2 separate regions of the Mus musculus genome follow, and region 2 is linked to region 1. The links are chromatin contacts, called in public promoter capture Hi-C maps. All regions are on one chromosome and are shown on one strand. The core of a region is the stretch at or near the end of the contact, and the rest is flanking DNA. Distances in the headings are between cores, read along the strand shown. Region 1 holds the start of Irgm2 (immunity-related GTPase family M member 2). Region 2 holds the start of Zfp692 (zinc finger protein 692).

Evidence for each region. Capture Hi-C pulls out chosen DNA fragments and counts their contacts.
Region 2: a contact with region 1 is called in a promoter capture Hi-C map of liver. The contact joins the promoter of Zfp692 here to the promoter of Irgm2 in region 1. A contact is called at or near these places in 7 of 39 promoter capture datasets (3T3-L1-derived adipocytes, embryonic stem cells, liver and 4 more), 13 of 484 Hi-C or Micro-C datasets (B cells, CD4 T cells, CD8 T cells and 8 more), 6 of 115 datasets of contacts at active chromatin or transcription factors (CD8 T cells, bone marrow-derived macrophages, embryonic stem cells and 1 more) and 3 of 9 other capture datasets (adipose tissue, liver and pancreatic islet).

Annotation. Positions count from the first base shown.
Region 1 is chr11:58,213,086-58,216,352 of GRCm38.p6, forward strand. It overlaps Irgm2 (immunity-related GTPase family M member 2), which reads left to right and starts at 1,892. Exons shown (of 2, transcript NM_019440.3): 1 at 1,892-2,085.
Region 2 is chr11:58,305,310-58,308,987 of GRCm38.p6, forward strand. Zfp692 (zinc finger protein 692) reads left to right here and starts at 1,760. Exons shown (of 12, transcript NM_182996.3): 1 at 1,760-1,947; 2 at 2,203-2,452; 3 at 2,664-2,695; 4 at 3,486-3,678. The coding sequence starts at 2,277.

The DNA of each region.
Region 1 (3,267 bases), core at 642-3,141:
CTGGGCCCAAGACACGTGCATAGAGGTCAACTACTTGGGTAGGTGTGAGGCAGGAGCTGCTGACCTGCATAATAAGCATGGGGGAGGATCCCAGACCCTCCGTGCTGGGCTGGGTGCTCCAGAGCCTGTGCTGTCCTGGAAAGGGGAAACCAGGTGTCCTGGCTGGTTTTGTGTGCCAACTTGACACAAGCTGGAATTATCACAGAGAAATGAGCCCCCCTTGAGGGATGCCTCCATGAGATCCAGCTGTAAGGCATTTTCTCAATTAGTGATCAAGGGGGAAAGGCCCCTTGTGGGTGGTGCTATCCCTGGGCTGGTGGTCCTGGGTTCTATAAGAAAGCAAGTTGAGCAAGCCAGGGGAAGCAAGCCAGTAAGTAACATCCCTCCATGGCCCCTGCATCATCTCCTGCTTCATGCCCTGCTTGAGTTCCAGTCCTGACATCCTTTGGTGATGAACAGCAATGTGGAAGTGTAAGCTAAAAAAACCCTTTCCTCCCCAACTTGCTTCTTGGTCATGATGTCTGTGCAGGAATAGAAACCCTGACTAAAAAAAACAGCAGGCATCAAGCAGGTAACAGCACCTTGGGACAGTGCAGCTGTCTTGTAGAGACCAACCCAGGCTGAGGACTGGAGGGGAGGAGGATGTTGTGTGGCCCTGGGAAGCACTTCTCCACCTGTTGGAACATCAAGGCAGGAGTTTGGAGGAGCTCAGAGCAGCCCAGACACTGAAGAGTGAGGGAAGAGGAAGTCAGGGACCGATAGAAGGTAGGCTTGCCACACATGGTCCACAGGATATCCTCGGGATCTGACATTGATGGGTTCTTTAATGAGCCTTGCCCTGAAACCCCCAGACCTGTTCTGACTGTGGTGTGAAATACGGACACCAGCTTAATAGTTACAGGCCTCTACTCCCAAGGTCATCAATAACACAGGGCAAGCCAGGTACTGTGTCTCCTGAACTCTGAGGAATCACGAGTGAGAAGAGACCACACTGGAGATAGGGTAAGATGACAGGGTAGATTAGAAGGGCTCCCTGGTAGGAGGGATCGAGAGAACTAGTGAACAAGGGGAGCAGCTACAAGGAGCAGCCTTGTGAAGGGTCTGCTGCTCTTGAGAGGTCCACTAAGAACCCTGGGAAAGAAACATTTCAGTTCCCCGGGGAAGCACACTGGGATCCTCAGAGGAAGCCACTGACAATAAGCCTAGATCAGTGCCGACCCTGACTCAGTCTGGAGCTGAGTTAGATCTTGGGACACATGGCTGGAGAAGATACCAAGACCAGAGCTGAGCTCCTGTCTGAACTTCTTCAAGGTCTCACCAAATATAATGAAACTAACCTAGTAACCAATAAAAATTGTACTAATGTCACTGCTTTGCCCCTTACTGATCATAGTAGAGGTTACCTAACGCTTCTGAAAATTTCCCCTGCGTTAAAGCCCCTCAGGCTGCCGCCATTTTGATGAATGGTTGACCTCAGAATGCTGGTAATTTCTGCAGAATACACTGACTTTTCTTTTATATACTATTTGAGTCGGGGGTCTTCCTTCGGCGATCCTCAAACCCTATCACTCCCATAGTTCTGGAACGCACTGGATCTGAAGATGAGCGTCTCCCAGGGTTAGGTGCTATCATCTGAGCACTAGGGGCTCCGGGAAGGGAGGTAGCAGGGTCAGTCCAGGCAGCTCTGACCGAAGTCTGAATGGCAGGCTTCACGGGCAGACTTCTGACCTCCCCAACTGGCCAGCGGCCGACAGAGTTCCTCCCCCCTCTGAAGAAGAACTTGGCCTCTGAGTGCTAACTCCCGAAAACTAGCCATTTCCAGGAACTGAAACTGAAAGCTGTTCGGGCACCAGGCCCCGCCCCTTGGGGAGGAGGCAGGCAGGGCTCACGCCTAGAAGTTGGGGACTTACATCTGGGCCAACATAGATAGAGCAGGGTCTGAGAGGAAACCTAGGAGCTCAGGCTGCCCTTCAGCTGCTCCTGCCTCTTCTAATCGCTCTTCCCCACAGGACCCTGCCCCACCACACTTCTCTCTCTCCTGACCGTCCTGAGCCTGGATTGCAGTTTTGTAAGGCTTCTGAGCAGGTAGGTGAGGGGCTCCTGCTTGGCCTATAAACCTGCTCAGGGCAGGGGAGTCTGGGGTCAGGTGTTCCTCTGGGGCACCCTGTGCAGGAGGCACCCTCCTGCACTGTCTTCAGGATCGGAGTGCCTGGTGTCTGGCTGAATCAAGTCCTTCCAATTCACCAGAGAGAAGCAGTGTGCTTCTTTTTTTACCTGGGTATCCCTGGGTTTGTGGGTCTTCTGAGGGGGCCTAGTTAAGAGAAAACAGGTGGGATTTTACTCAGTCTCTCAGTTATTGGCCAGAGTCCAGGATCAGAACCTCTCCCGGGTATCTGGATGTCCCGGGACTATGTAAACACAGTGCTCTTTATTCGGAGCAGATAGAGACTGGAACTTGAAAGATGGAGTTTCTAAGGAAACTTTTTGTATAGTTCTCAGCTCAATTATTTTAAAAGATATTTATTTAGTGTGTGTGTCTGTGTGTCTGTGGCAATCAGAGGACAACTTGCAGACCTGATTCTCTCCTTCCACAATCGAACTCACATCATCAGGTTTGGTGGCAAGTGTGTTTACTTGGTAAGCCGTCTCACGGGCCCTTTTAAAACAAACAAACCAAACCAACCAACCAACCAACCAACCAACCAAAACCAAAATCTAAAAACCAAAAACACCAAAAAATAAAGAAATTAAAATAAAATTAAATTTAAAAAATTAAAACCAAGACAAAACCAGTTCAAATATTTCATCCGCTTTAGAAAATCTGGCACACCACAGGCACCCACCCAGCTCAGTCCTTCATAGATAATTACGGTGGGGGCGGGGGGACGCTTTAAACACCACCTACCAAAAGCATGCTGGGTCCAAGGCTGTTCCCACTGACCATGGGGTGGATCACCACCCTTTCCTGGAATCAGTAGCACCCGGAAATTCCCTGTGTCCCCACAATGGTGAAGTGATAAAGAACAAGGTAGGATTGAGGGTCCAATAGGGTCTGTGTTCACAAAAGTTTTTGACAGCTCAGATCCACAGCTAGTTTAGGCTGTTCCCCACATCTCTGGAAGCCCCTCTCATGGAGCCTCAGAGTTGCTGGATGAGGGAAGAACTGTGTGGAGTACTTGATAGGCAATCTCTTCCTAAGTGTGAGTTTTCAATGTTTGCATAGTTGAGCTCGGTGAGGTGGCTCACACTTGTAAAGCATTGGACGTA
Region 2 (3,678 bases), core at 510-3,009, 92 kb after region 1:
TGGTTTTTGGTTTTTTTGAGACAGGGTTTCTCTGTGTAGCCCTGGCTGTCCTGGAACTCACTCTGTAGACCAGGCTGGCCTCGAACTAGGAGATCCACCTGCCTCTGCCTCCCGAGTGCTGGGATTAAAGGCGTGCGCCACCATTGCCCGGCTCTACCTTTGCTTCTTAGGTGCTGGGATTAAAGTGTGTGCCACCACATGTGGTGATCATCTTTAAAAATAAAAATTATTTTGTGCGTACATATCGTGTGTGAGCATCAGTGCCATGCCTCGTGTCTGTGGAGACCAGAGGACAACTTTAGAGGCCATTCTCCCCCTTCCACCCTAATGCTGGGTTCTAGGGATTAAACTGAGGCCCCAGACTTGCTCAGCAAGCATCTTTCTCTGATGAGATGCCTCAACAGTCTATGATGATCATACTGCATGCTGAAACATAGTTTCACCAAACATCCGTGTTCTAACTACTAGAATATGTGAAAGTTGCTTTTTTTTTGTAGCCAACACTTTGCAGTTATAACTGTTTGAGGTGTTGAAATGGGAGGTCCTCTGGATTACCCAAGTGGACTGTGTTTGAAAGAAGAGGAAGGGTTGCACTAGAGCAAGGCTGTGTGGAGTCAGAAGCTTATGTGATATGGCCAGAAGTCCCAGAACGCTGGTCACCACTGGAAGATAAAAAAGGCAAGGAGAAAACTCTCTTAGAGCTCTTGCTTGACCTGTAGCCCTGTTCAGCACTTTGGTGCAGACCTCCAAAACTGTAAGCGAGTAAATTTCTGCTGTTTTGAGTTGTCAAGTTTGTAGTGATTTGCTACAGAAAACAGTCAGTAGTGCAAGTGACTTGGAGTGAGGTTTGAGCCCTAAGGCTGTTCATTGTGGACTCCCTTGTGCCAGGCACTTGTAAATTCTTTATAAACATGAAGTATATTAAGCCATTTAACCATGGAGAGTCAACTGGGCAGTCAAAGGAGTCTGGAATCCCAAAAGGGTAGCCAGAAACATCAATCAATGGGTGATCTAATTACATCACCCCCCCCCCCCCAAGAGCATACCTAAAAGAGAGGCTTGCCAGGGACCTGAGCCTAGTCCATTCCATCTTTTGGTAACAGAAGGATCTAAGAGAGAAGAGGATCCAGCCAAGCGGGAGAAAACCAGGAGCAGACAAAGTCTAGTCTGACAGTGAAGTTGAGAAGAAAGTGAGATGAATGTGTGGCAAGAGGAGAGAGCTAAACTCTTCTCCATTCTGGGGCAGAGAGGCAACAGAATTGGTCACTTCATTTAGCAACATAGAGAGGTGCAGGCCTTTAATCTCAGTACTTCAAAAGTGGAGGCAGGAGTCAAGGCTATCTTGGCTACATGGTGAGTTTGGACACCAGCCTGAATTACATGAGACCTTGTTTCAAGCAAAACAGAAAATAAAAAACTTGTGCCGTTGACAAGTGCCGTTGCAGTCTCTTGATAGAAATAACTCCATCAGAGCCATTTGTAGACGATGTGAAATCAGAGTCTGTACAAAGTGTAGGCAACTTCTCGTGTGGATGGTGGCAGGTTATAGGTTGCAGCTGGAGGGTGGTCTCGCGGTTCAGAAAGGACTCTAGTTGGCTTCAGCTGGCGGATGCTGCAGCTCGCGTTTGCTTGGTGGCAACTGATAGGCAGAGATGCTAATAGAAGGAGCAATGACGACAGAATCCCAGACAGTCGTTCAGGACTAAGGCTAACTACAATTCCCGGCAGGCTTTGCACGGGGCTCCCGGGGCGCAGGCGCAGACAGCTGTCTTCCCGCTGCAAGTCCAGGCCGTAGCCTCCTGACGCCGAGGGGGGACGGTTTCTTCTTAAAAGAGAAACAGCGGCGGCGCGCGCGGTGGGCCCCGGTCCTTCTGTGGCTTTCGGAGTGAGCACGCGGGTCCGGGGAGCGCAGGCGCAGTTTGGGCAAAGGCGGGTTGGGGCGTGCAGGTAAGACCCCACGAGGGTTGGCCCGGTGTCCTAGCATTGCTGGGTGGGCTTCCCCTGCATGGGAGGCAGGGAGAAGGCCAAGGCGCGGCTGCACGCAGACCTGGCCGCCTCCAGACAAGGAGAGCAAGTTTCCAGTCTTTTCCCCCTGCCTGCGACCCCCGTGTTCCAAGTGTCCTCCCTGGCTCTAAGAAGGGGTGGCTGGATCCGAGAGGCGCGAGCGCTGCGGAGGCACTATGGTCTCCCCATTCATTGCAGACGGAGCGAGGGGCTGTGTCTGTCCCGAAAGCCCCGACGACGACAGCACGTTCCTCCCGTAGGCCCGCACGTCTATGGCCTCTCCGGTGGCAGACGCATCCCGCCGCCGGCGGGAGAAGCGCAGGCAGCTGGACGCGCGCCGCAGCAAGTGCCGCATCCGCCTGGGCGGCCACATGGAACAGTGGTGCCTCCTCAAGGAGCGGCTGGGCTTCTCCCTGCACTCGCAGCTCGCCAAGTTCCTGTTGGACCGGTTAGGGGCCGGGAGGGACCAAGGAGGGCACCGAGACACAGCCCCAAGCCGGTTCCTACAGCCTTGGGTTTCTCGTTTGGGCAGGGTGGGCCTGCTCCTCCCCTCCTAGCCCCAGCGAATGGGAGGTCTGTAGGGTTGGCCCTGTAAGTGTGTGAGTGCGGAGACTTGAGGGTGGTTGGCTCTGAGCTGACACCAAGCTCCTCTCTGGCAGGTACACTTCTTCAGGCTGTGTCCTCTGTGCAGGTAGGTAAAAGACGTTAACAGGTAGTGGCGCCTCCTAGAGACTGAATGTCTCAAGAGAAATGGATCAGAAGCTCCTACTGGGTTCGGGAAGAGGACAAGCCCAAAATAAGCCTGCTGCCATGCCTGTGGGAAAGGAGCTTTGCCTTGGGACCTTTGGGTGTGTTTGTCCCGGCTCTAAACCAAACCAAAACAACAAACAACTGTGCATCTAGGTTGAAAACAAAAACAAGATCCCTTCAAACTCTTCAGGGGCTGAAGCAATGGCTGGGTGGTGTGCTGCTCTTGCAGAGGAACCCAAATTCCTTTCCTTCCTAGTGCTCATGGCAGGAGGCTCACTGTGTGGAACTCTAGCTGCAGGGAGATCCAACATCCCTGGCCTCCAGGAGCACCTGCACTCATGTGCACACACCCACAGATATACAAAGCTAATGACAAATAAAATATTTTTAAAAGAATGCTTAAAAAAAGAAAAAACCCAATGTCTGGGCATGGAGAGATGGCTCAGCAGTTAAGAACGTTGACTGTTCTTCCAGAGGTCCTGAGTTCAGTTTCCAGCAACCACATGGTGGCTCACAACCATCTGTAATGGGATCTGATGCTCTCTTCTGGTGTGTCTGAAGATAGCTACAGTGTACTTACATACATAAAATAAATAAATCTTTAAAAAAGATTAGAAAAAAACAAATAAACCGATGTCGTATATGTCCTGAGGTTGCCAGTGGGTTTAGAGGGTTAGGATGGCCTGAGTGGTTTTCTTGGTCCTTGCATGACTGCTTCATCTTACCTCCAGCTCCAGAGCCTGGGCCTCGGAAGGGTCTGCAGTACCTGGTGCTCCTGTCTCACACACACAGCCGGGAATGCGGCCTAGTGCCCGGGCTCCGGGGGCCTGGAGGTGGTGAAGGAGAGCTTGTATGGGAGTGCTCTGCGGGCCACACGTTCTCCTGGGAACCCTCTTTGATTCCTGCACCTTCAGATGTACCTAA